2 separate regions of the Oryctolagus cuniculus genome follow, and region 1 is linked to region 2. The links are chromatin contacts, called in public Hi-C maps. All regions are on one chromosome and are shown on one strand. The core of a region is the stretch at or near the end of the contact, and the rest is flanking DNA. Distances in the headings are between cores, read along the strand shown.

Evidence for each region. Hi-C and Micro-C count contacts between places; a contact is called where the count stands out from the background.
Region 1: a Hi-C map of skin fibroblasts shows a contact between it and region 2, with 4 times the contacts expected there. The contact joins the promoter of DARS2 here to the enhancer-like site in region 2. A contact is called at or near these places in 2 of 6 Hi-C or Micro-C datasets (embryonic fibroblasts and skin fibroblasts).

Annotation. Positions count from the first base shown.
Region 1 is chr7:2,248,747-2,254,956 of mOryCun1.1, reverse strand. DARS2 (aspartyl-tRNA synthetase 2, mitochondrial) reads right to left here and starts at 2,701. Exons shown (of 17, transcript XM_002714994.5): 1 at 2,113-2,701; 2 at 1,364-1,463. The coding sequence starts at 2,221. CENPL (centromere protein L) reads left to right here and starts at 2,847. Exons shown (of 5, transcript XM_017345623.3): 1 at 2,847-3,189.
Region 2 is chr7:1,933,472-1,938,975 of mOryCun1.1, reverse strand. No RefSeq gene overlaps it. Among named protein-coding and RNA genes, the nearest start is that of PRDX6, 28 kb to the left of the region's middle. Within about 2 kb of position 3,180, at least 1 of the 8 cell types and tissues checked has an H3K27ac peak or open chromatin away from gene starts, as enhancers often do.

The DNA.
Region 1 (6,210 bases), core at 1,452-3,951, 320 kb before region 2:
CCCAAGTATTTGGGCTCCTGCCCCCCCATGTGGGAGACCTGGAGGGAGTGCCAGACTCCTGGCTTTGCCTGGTCCAGTTTGGGCCATTGCGGCCATCTGGGGAGTGAACCAGTGGATGAAAGATCTTTCTCTCTCTGTCTCTCCATCTTTCTGTCTGCTTTTCAAGTAAATAAGATAAAATGAATCTTAAAAATGAAGTCTTTAAAAAGTTCATAGAAAATCTGTTTTATGAAAAAACTTCATAGATTTAAACAAATTTACACTAAAATAAGCTTATCTTTTAACTCCATTTCCAGGCAGTTTTTAAAGTACCCTTATAGAGCAATGTAAGTTTTTTTTCCTTTCTAAAAAAAGATACAATATAAAATATTCTAGGCCCAGCACTGTGATGTAGTGGGTAAAACTACCACCTGTGATGCTATCATCCATATGGGCGCCAGTTTGTGTCCCAGCTGCTCCACTTCTGACCCTGTTAATGGACTGGGAAAAGCACTAGAAGACGGCCCAAATGCTTGGGCCCCTGCCACCCACGTGGGAGACCTGGATGAAGCTCCCGGCTCCTGGTTTCAGCCTGGTCCAGCCCCCGTCGTTGTGGGGAGTGAACCGGCAGATGGGAGACTTCTCACTCCCTCTCTGTAACTCTAACCTTCAAATAAATAAATCTTTAAAAAATGTATTACAGAAGAGTTTCAAGTACTGATTTAATACTTCCACATGAAACCATCAAAGGGTCCCAGAAATCCCAACATTTTGGCATTTAATTCACATTTCTTAAACTGTCCTCAGGAAAGAAGTACAGAAAGCCTCCTACCACACTGGGTTCAGAAAACAAAGTCACCAAATTTATGGGGCAATCAGCCACCTATCCTTTGTGAAGGTCACAGAATCCAGGTGTTTTGAATCTCCTCAATTAGTATTAATATATTATTCAGGTATGTTCTGGAATATAGAGGTGAACCACATCAAACCAGTGGGCTCTGATCTTAAAAAACCACTGTCTACATTTATAGGCCTCTTCTCTATCTGTATTTAGAATAAAATCAGCTTCTTCCCTCTGTGATAGTAGAACTGAACAGCCAGCTTATAGGAGGCTGGCGCATTCCCAGTTGCTGGTTACAGCTCAGGCTCATTTCAGTCCATGGGTGGATCAAGCTTCATTAGTACACCCTGCAAGAGACGTTACTGGTATTTTCTGAGAATGACACTGCTTGGGTCTTTCAAAACACACATTGAAAATTCGGTGAATCCTGATAATCCTGTAGGATTTGCAAAGCTTATTCTTTTGAATTGTTGAAAATTAGTAGTCTGGGACAGCCTTGGAAAAACACTACTGTCCACTCTTAAACCACGTGCCTCAACTTACCTTCTGTACTGAATCCATCCACACAAGGTGACTTCTTGGCCTAAGTGAGAAGAACGCAACTCTCCACATGTGTTGGTCCGGGCAATAAAACTACTGAATTCTGAGAGAGAGAGAGAGAGAGAGAGAGAGAGAGTGTGTTTAAACGCAATATTAAAAATATAACATTTTCATTTCCAGATTGCTTAAAAATACATTCTCAAGTCACATCTTAGGTAAATACCTCAATGGAGAAGATTTATAGAGTTTGACCCACCCCTACTAAATTTACCTGCAAATGTGTCATCAGCCAAGTGAACAATAATCTGAATGTACACGTTTGCCTTGTGTTAGGGAATCTAAAGTTTTTGCATACCGACCTAAATCCTAATAACCCAGTTTTTAACGTTGCACAGTTCTTCCCCGAGGAAATACGGGTTTAGGAGTTACAGAAGCTTGTTGGTGTAGGCACTAGCTATAGAATGAACCTCGCGTGAGACAGCCACTTGCAGACTAGAGCGCTGTGAAGTTGGAAGGGTTTTCTGGTAGGCTTCCTTTTAGCACCAACCACAAGCAGAACAGCCTATGTACGTGTGATGCTGGCTGCTTTTGTGCAGTCTTTCCACAAACCTGACGAACTTCGCATTGTAAGGAATGAAGACAGAGAAGCGAATGATGTGCCTCTACACAGAACCGGGTGCAAACGGAAGCCGCAGCTCCCTGCTGCAGGCGACCGGCGCCCCGTGCTGCGGACAGCCCTCCGCTGTTTTCACCTGGAAGTCTCCGGTGCGGACTCAGCACCAGGCTCCTGCGGGGGGAAGCCCAGGCCGGCGGCGCGGATAAACCCCTGTACAGCTGACGCATCCAAGACGGGAAGTACATGCTGGAACCAAGGCGAGTCCTCGCTGCCAGTGTCGCCGGCGGTCAGAAGTCAGCTTGCAGACACACACAAATCGCGCCAGTTCCTGGCAATCCCACGGCTTTCTCCAACATAGGGCCTGCTCCGTGTCCAGAGGCCAGACAATCTACGAGGTCTTTGGGGCCTCGCGGGGAGCGGAAAGACCTCTCCTCCCTCTCCGCGCAGCAGTGCCCACTTCTAGGGACGCGAGCAGGATCCCACGCAGCGGCCCCAGGCGCGACCTCAGTCTGCAGAAGAACGGGGCCGACCTCGGGTCTTCTCAGGGTGAGCAACCCCAAAGTCTCTCAGCACCCGAACGCACACCCCATTGACCGCTGAGACCCACGAGCGCCCGCCCACCCGTCCGGCCAGCGCCCGAGATAGACGACGAGAGCATTCAGCCAATCAGAACGGAGGAGGCGAAGCCATGCGTAGTGCGGGCGGAAGTGTGAGAGGACGGCTTCGCGCCGGTAGAAAGCGGAAGACCCGCCCCCACACGCGGTAAGAAATGGCGCGGCCCTGCCCTCAGTTAAAATGGCGACTTCGGCTGTTGCATGGAAATGGACTCGGCGGGCCGCCAGGGAGGCTTCCTGCGTCGGACCGCAGAGCGAGTCGGGAAACGATTTTAAACTTCGTGGGCGGCTGAGCGCCGATTTGCCGCTTTCCGAAGGCGGGATTTCAGAGCTGGCCCTCGGCCCCCTAGGAGCCTGGAGCTTAGGTGGAGAGGGGCGAGCTGGGACCCACTGCCCTCGGCCCTTCCCTCTCGGCGGACAGGAGCCGGCTCCGCTGGAGTGCGGGTGGCCGGGCTGCGTGGCTTGGTCAGGGTAAGGGACCTCCCCGGCGTGAAGTCGCAGGGCCGAGGTCTCCTGGGCGCGACGCAGTGTCGGAGCTGGTCTGCAGGAATGATTGCTGAATCCGGAATGGGTGACAGCGTGGACACGGCATTCTATTGGTAAGCTGCTCCGGGGCAGGCCGTGGACCCTGCCGCTCTCCCTGGCGCCTGGTCATTCTCCTCCAGTCCTGTGTGTTTAGATGCGCTCAGCGCTCGGCGGAGGCCTGGGGTTGCAGTTGGAGTTACACTTCAGCGCAATGCAGAAAGTGAGTAAGTATAGCCCCCCCACCCCCCCGGTCTAGCCACAGGAGAACAGGTGAGCGTGAATTCTGTGTCGTGGACTGCAAGTGCAAGAGGAGCTGGCAGGAGCGCGAGCTCGCTCCGTGGATTCTGGAGAGCTGCCTCGAGCAGATGCAGCCTGCGAAATGGGAAAGAGATGGTGAGACCCGCGGGAGCGGAGACTCCCCGGACCGGGACGCAGGTGTCAAGTCAGAAGTAGAGATCTGGCAGCCACTTGTGGAGTGAAGGACTTCAGAGTCGGGGGGAGCACCCACTTAGGGGGCGTGGAGAAGAAGAGGCAGCGGCAGGCACTGTGTGCAAGGAGGGAGATCGCCCGGAGATGCAGTGTCAGAAGAAACCAGGTAGCAGCAGGTGGCTTAGGGGAGGAGCCGCGAACAAACGTGATGAGAAAGTGTAGAGGGGTCGCTGAGCAGACCTGGTGAACCACGCATTTATTTGGCCGTGGCTTCGGCAAAATGTTGGTTATCTTCAAGAGTACAGTTTCCTTCTAACCGAGGGCTTGCTGAAGACTTCTGATAACATACTTCTTAGTGGAAGCAGGGGGCGTACACCCGCTTCCAGGAGCTTGCTCCCAGAAAGAAGGGCGTGAATTGGATTGAAAGAGGCATGTTTTAGTGCTAGGATGTTTGGCAGTGGGAAAACAGGATCTTTCGGAGGAGAGATTCAAGATGGCATAAATTTTAGATTAACGTAGGAGTGGTTCCAGTCCGGGGAGATGTCCACTGGTTGGAGATCAGAATATTGATCCCCGCAGTAGCTCTAGAAAGCAGTGGGAGTCTCTTTCCTCACAGTTGGAAGGAGGAACATTGGGGCAGTAATGTCTTGGGTCAGGATATATTTGTCACCTCTCTTTTTCTGAGCTAAGCAGAGTTACACATTCGTGAGTGTGGAGCAAGAAGCTGCAATTGCTATATATCATTTGTTAATCGTTAATGCATGCATTGGGCTGTTTCACATTACCTTAATGCTACATGCTCAAGTCGAACATTTTCTGAAAACCAGCCCTCTCTCCCAATGCTGATAGTCTTTTTTCTTACTTAAATTTATGGCTTAGCTAGACTTTAAAATATTTTTGTGATTTGTAACATCTCTCTTAAGGAATCAAGTTTTTTTTTTTTTTTTTTTTTTTTAAGATTCATTCATTTATTTGAAAGGCAGAGTTACAGAGAGACAGAGGCAGAGGCAGGAGAGAGAGATAGAGGTCTTCCATCCACTGGCTCACTCCCCAGATGGAGCTGGGCCGATCTGAAGCCAGGAACCAGGAGCTTCCTGCAGGTCTCCCACGCAGGTGCAGGGGCCCAAAGACTCAGGCCATCCTCCACTGCTTTCTCAGGCCATAGCAGAGAGCTGGACCAGAGGTGGAGCAGCCGGCACTTGAACCGGCACTCATATGGATGCCGGCACTGTAGGTGGCGGCTTTACCACTATGTCACAGCGCCAGCCCCCAAGGAATTAAGTTTAGCAGGAATTATTTTGCCTTGATGTTGATCTGCATTTGAGATGTAGTGTGAAAGAAGTAGATAAGAGCCAGACTTCCTGGGTTGAAATCCTTGCTCTTTGACTGTCTTACTGTTTGACTTTGGCAAGTCATTCAGCTTTTTGTCACCTAGGAACACAGTAACCCACTCACTAGTGGGGTTGAGGATTAAGAGTACCTGGAGCATGATAAATGCTCCGTTCATGTTAGTTGTTATTGCCCAAGTTACACGTTTGAAAGAAGCATTGTCTGTAAATGGGACTGGTTAAGATTCCCTTTCAAATAGATAATTCAGTGCACATTTAAAGCGAGACTGCTTTAGAGTAGCCACGTCTTAAATTATTGGTATAGGGTGGACAGTGTGTGTGGGGTGGGAGTGGGGTTTAAGCTACAACTTGTGACGCTGGAGCATCGAGTGCTGGTTGGAGTCCTGGCTGTTTGCTTTCTTCTCCTCTTCCTCTTCTCCTCCTCCCTTCCCCTCCCCTTCCACCTTTGCCTCCTCCTTCTCCTCCTACATCCTCTTCCCTCCTCCTCCCTCTTTATTTATTTGAAAGGCAGAGTTACACAGAGAGAGGGAGCTACAGAGAGACATCTCCCATCTTTTCGTTCACTGTCCAAATGACTGCAGCAGCTGAGCTTCATCTGGGTCTCCCACATGGGTGCAGGGGCCCAAGTTCTGGGCCGTCCTCCACTGCTCTTCCAGGTGCATTAGCAGGGAGCTGGATCCGAAGTGGAGCAGCTGGGAACCAGTGCTTACATGGGATACCAACAGCATAGGTGGCTCCCTAACCCACTGTGCCACAGTGCTGGCCCCTGCTCTGCTTCTGATCCAGCTTCCTGCGAATGCTTCCTGGGAGGCAGCAGATGACGGACAAGTGCTTGGGCTCCTGCCACCCATGTGGGAGACCCAGATTGAGTTCTGGATCCCTGGCTTTGGCTTGGCCCAGTCCTAGCTGTTTTGGGCCTTTGACTGGAGGATAGACCGTCTCTCTCCTTCCCTCTTTCTGTGCCTCCCCGCACCCCCAACCCCAGCTTTGCCTTTCAAGTAGATGAAAATAAATAAACATTTAAATTGTGTTATATATGATCCTGCTCTGGGCATTATCTGAGCTCTGAGGACTATTTTTTTTTTTTTTTGAAGATTTATTTATTTATTTGAAAGAGTTACACAGAGAGAGACGGAGAAGCAGAGAGAGAGAGAGAGAGAGAGAGGTCCTCCATCTGCTGCTTCACTCCCCAATTGGCTGCAATGGCCGGAGCTGCGCTGATCCGAAGCCAGGAACCAGGAACTTCCTCCGAGTCTCCCAAGCCAGTGCAGGGGCCCAAGGACTTGAGCCATCTTCTACTGCTTTCCCAGGCCATAA
Region 2 (5,504 bases), core at 1,931-4,430:
GTCTGATGAAGTGTTTGCACGCTGTAGGTTTGGCGGTGGTGGTGGAGGGGTCACGCTGCCCTCTGGTCACCAGCAGACCTGCGAAGTCATTCAGTGGCTTTTCTAGCCGACTTAGCCTGTGTCCCTGGTGTCACTGAAACAACACTGTGGTCTTTAACTTCTCATCACACACATCTTTACTCTTCTTTCTTTCCTTTGTTCCTTTCCTCCAGACTTCTATGAGGGAAGGCAAGATTGTGGCCACAAGCTGCCATGCAAGGCATTCAAGAGTGATGCGCAGGGTGGATCCACTCTCTGATGGGACTGGGGAGCCCGTCATGAGGCAGGAGGCTCCTGGTGCCCCCTTAGCACCTGCTGCAGGCAGGCAGAGGTGTGGTATGGAAAGGAAGGCAGCCGCGATCAGCAACGATAGAGTCTAATTTTAGGATTTCAGAAGATTCTGGAGAAGAAAAGTGTGTGTGTGTGATGCTGAGTCATTAGGATCTGAATGTTGCAGGTAGAAGTGGCAGAACAAAAGCAAGAGACTAGGGGATGCAAGGCTGATCACTGGGTAGCAGGAAGCTGAGGAGGTCTGCTGGCCGTCACAATGTAACAGTATGTGTGAGTGTGTGCGCGTCATGCTGAGGATAAGAAGAGCGGCTCTTTGTTCTTCATCAGTGAAAGTCAAGGAGATGAGCTCTGCGGGAACACGGTGGACTCAATCCACTCCTCCATGTCGGAGGACTCGGGTCAGGGTCTGCAGATTCCAGGCATCTTCTGCTACAGATTTTCCTGACTGTCGGCCCACTGGGCTCTCCTCTCTCCAGCTGCAGCCTGTCGACTCAGCTTGGACTGATGGAGTAGGCAGTCTCTCACATTATCTTCTTAGAGGAGCAATTATTTAACTGCACTGGGTCAGAGATGTTGTTTTATGCTTCCCTTGAAGTCTCATTTACTTGTCATGTAGGAGGAGAACAAAAATATATGCTGAATGGAAACAGTGCACAGAACTTGGAGGCAGATGACCTGGACTTCAATTAGATTTCACACCTGGTAGCTGTAAGAACTTGGACCAGAGGCTGACCTTTTAGCTTTCCTCATCTCCACCCAGAGAACAGAGATCTCTGCTCTGCCTGCTTTACTAGGCATGACTGGAGAATTCATGAACAATATGAATCTCCTTTTGTGACCTGTGGCTACTGCAGAAGTGCAACACACACATAGGTTTTAGGTCCATTCCTGTTCACTTGTCACTTGCACGGTGAGAAGTGGACGAGTCGGGGAAGTGTGAGAACCCAGGCGGAGCGACTGCCCCAAGCCTGGACCTGCTCCTGCCTGTCATCTCCCAGCTCCGTGGATGAGCTGCTTGCAGAACCTTGTTTTCCTAGGTACGATTTTTATTACAGGCACTTAGAGGTCTCCACTGCAGAGGTGGTACAATATTGATCTCTGTTGTTTGTAGGCTTCAGGTGGGTTATTCTGAAAATTATGTTAGATGTCGGGGAATCTGGGACTTCTTTTTAAAGCCTGCAGTCCAGTGAGGGAGACAGAGAGACAGACAGCTGCATGATTCTAAGTTGTGATAAGTGCTGGGAAGGAAACAAGCCAAGGTTTGTGAAGGAGGACAAGGCTGGAGGCGGACAAGGCTGAGCAGCTGGCGTCTGATAAGAGGAATCAGAGCTCATCTCCTCTTAACAGGAAAAACAAGGCAACCATGCAGAGAGCTGTGATCAGAACAGGACAAGCCCTGAGGGACTAAAAGGTGGTGACTGTGGCGCAGAAGGCAGAGGCCCAGGTGGGATGGGAGGGAGGGAGGGACAGGGGCCAGATCATGGGAGACGGACACCTGTGGAATGTGCAGTATCAGAATCACCTGCTGGGGCAGGCACTGTGGCATATCGGGTAAAGCTGTCGCCTGTCCCATATGGGTGGGACCTGGCTGCTCCACTTCCCATCCAGCTCTCTGCTGTGTCCTGGGAAAGTCCTTGGGCTCCTGCACCTGCGTGGGAGACCCAGAAGAAGCTCCTGGCTCCTGGCCCTTGAGGCTATTTGGTGAGTGAACCTAATATCGGTGACATATCCCTTAAATGTCCTATCTGGGGTGCCAGTTATGTTAGTGGGTGCTTATTAATAAATTTGGGATATTAATAAGCCTCATGGGTTCTTGCCATGAATTTAGAGAAGAATTTGGAATACTGGCATAAATAAACGAGGCAGCATACGTTTTAAGCTTTTTATTCAGTGGGAGAAATGCATAGGAGGGTGAGGGTGTTAGTCTGATCTAAGGGAGAGGGGAAGTTTGGAAATTAGCTTGGATTTCATGCTAAGCAGAAAGCAGGCCAAAAGCGACGTGCAGCAAGCGTTTTGAGCAGCTGTTAACAGCTTATCATGGGCAGCCTAGCGGAGTCAGAGGACACGGGGGCCGGAAGGCCATGCGTGCTCCAAGGCATGGGGCAGCAAGGTCCATAATGGCGAAAGAGGGCAAAAAGGGCCGGGCCCACCATGTCCCAGGCCTTTCCTCCACTTCCAAAGGGGATTGGTTAATTAGCCTGATTGGCAGGTGTGTGCACAGGTGTGGTCAGGTAGGGGCATGAGATCACACGGGGGGCGCGGTGAAGGCATGGTCTTCCCAGCTCACAAACCTGATCTGTCTGGGGCCAGCTGTGGCACAGCGGGGTTAGAGCCCTGGCTGGAAGTGCCAGCATCCCATATGGATGCTGGTTCTAGTCTTGGCTGCTCCTCTTCCGATCCTGCTCTCTGCTGTGGCCTGGAGTAACAGTAGAAGATGGCCCACGTCCTTGGATTACACAATGATAATTTGGGGAAGGGACACAATTAGTAAATTTGATATAATTGCATAGTAACTTCTTGGGGATTTTATTCAAGATTGTTTCCTAGGATATGGTCCTTAAATTACATCTATTTTCACTATTTAAGTTGACACATTTGTGGCTTTATGAGTTTATTTTCTTAGGAAACAGAGGGAAAGCACATTTAAGAAATTATGTGGCCGTGTTAAAGCCAATGGCGGGCTTTTCGGGCAAAAGAAAGGGCTTTCCTGCCACCTTGTGGCCATCTACTCGAACTGCAAGGTACGCAAGAGCCTGAGGGGTCAGCGTTTGAACTTCACCCAATGCCCTGCCCGCTAAGGCCCCGTGGGAGCCAGAAACAGGTGTGCCCTAACCTCCACTGCCCTCTTTTCTAGGCTCGAGGCTGGAGAGCTCGCAGCTGGCTGAGGGAGGGGGGCATGCAGCAGGGCGAAGCCCATGCCCTTTGCCTTGGGGCGCGGATGTCCAAGGCTGGCGAGCTAGCTGGGCGGGAGGCCTGCTCAGGATGCAGGCGTCTCTAATGACTGACATGGAGGGTTTCTTTGTTTAGAAAAGCCGAGGTATTGTTTAGCTTTCATCTCTGCAGGGCAAACAAGGGGCGGGGACAAGAGGAATCCAGAGAGTGGGGTTAAAAGAACAAAGAAAAGAAAAATCGTGCTTTGTATGTGCATCCCAGTGCTTATTCAGTGCCGTGTTTTAAATGGATAAGTGTACCCTGAAGTAACACCCGCAAAAGGGAGCACTGAGCAGGTGAACGGAATTGTGTCTGGCTCCTGGCCCCTCATCTCACACCTGAGCAAACCAAGGCCAAAGTCTGGATTCACAGTAAATCCATTTAGAAAAATCCTGGGGTGGACATTTAGCATAGCAGTAAAGACGGAAGATGCCTTTGTCCCACATTGGAGGGCCTGGGTTCCTTTTTATTGTATTTATTTGAAAGGCAGAATTAGAGAGAGGCAGAGATAGAGATAGGTCTTCCAACCTCTGGTTCACTTCCCAGATGGCTGCAACAGCCAAGGCTTGGCCTTTCCGAAGCCAGGAGCAGAGCTTCATCTGGGTCTCCATGTGGGTGCCGGGGCCAAAGGACTAGGGTCATCACCCTCTGCTGCTTTCCCAGACACATTAGCAGGGAGGTGGATTGGAAGTGGAGCAGCCGGGGCTCAAACGCCCATGTGGGACGCCAGTGCTGCAGCTGGTGGCTTACCCAGTTAAGCTACAATGCTGGCGGGGGTCTGGGTTCCTGACTGCAGTGTCCTGCTGTCCTGGGGGCAGCAATGATGGCTCATGGAATAGGGTCACTGGTGTTCCTGGCTCCTGGCTTTGGCCCTGGCCAGAGGCAGTTGCAGGCTTTTGGGGAGTGAATCGGTAGATGGGAATGCTCGCTTCCTCCCTAGGAAATAAATTAATTTAAGAAAGTTTTAAAAATCATAAAATAAAATCAATCCATCTATTATAGCAGGGACACAAGTGGTGTTCAGTCCTTGGCTTTCTGACGCTGACCCAAGAAGGTTGCTTCCTTTTGTCTTTTATTCTGCCACCATGGGCCTTTTTAAGCTGTATGTGTGTACATGAATATGTGTATGTGTGTATCCATGTGCATGTATGTGTGTATATATGAATATGTGTCTAAGTGTATGTACACGTGTGTGTGCATATGCACGTGTGTCTGTTTGCATGTACATGTATGTGCATGTGCGTATACACACGTGTGTATGTGTGTATCCATGTGCATGTATGTGTGTATATATGAATATGTGTGTCTATGTGTATGTACACGTGCGTGCATATGCATGTGTGTATACACACGTGTGTATGTGTATCCATGTGCATGTATGTGTGTATATATGAATATGTGTGTATGTACACGTGCCTGTGCATATGCACGTGTGTCTGCATGTATGTGCAGGTGCATGTGTGTATACACACGTGTGTATGTGTGTATCCATGTGCATGTATGTGTATATATGAATATGTGTATATGTGTATGTACATGTGCGTGTGTGCATATGCACATGTGTCTGCATGTATGTGCATGTGTATGTGTGTACATGAATATGTGTATGTGTGTATCCATGTGCATGTATGTGTGTATACATGAACATGTGTGTCTGTGTGTGTACATGTGCGTGTGCATATGCATGCATGTGCATGTGTATGCATGTATACACGTGTGTATGTGTGTATCCATGTGCATGTATGTGTGTATATATGAATATGTGTATATGTGTATGTACACGTGTGTGCATATGCACGTGTGTCCTTTTGTATGTACGTGTATGCATGTGTATGTGTGTATACACACGTGTGTATGTATCCATGTGCATGTCTGTGTATATGTGAATATGTGTATATGTGTATGTACATGTGCGTGTGTGCATATGCACGTGTGTCTATTTGCATGTACGTGTATGCATGTGTATGTGTGTACACATGTGTGTATGTGTGTATGTGGAAAGCTGTGCCCTCCCCAAGCCCCTCATCTGTAGTCTAAATCATGGCTAACCTTGGCTGCCTGGCATGGGCCCAGGCCTTCCCACCCACTACCTAAGGGAAGCATTGGGGTCTCCATTTGCAGAGGAGGACGCGAGAGCAGGGCCGGACTGGCCCAGGCCATCCCACACCTGTGAGTGAGTGGAGGGCTCAGCAGGAGCCTGGGTCTTTGACCCCAAGGCCAACACTCCCTCCACTATATGTGGC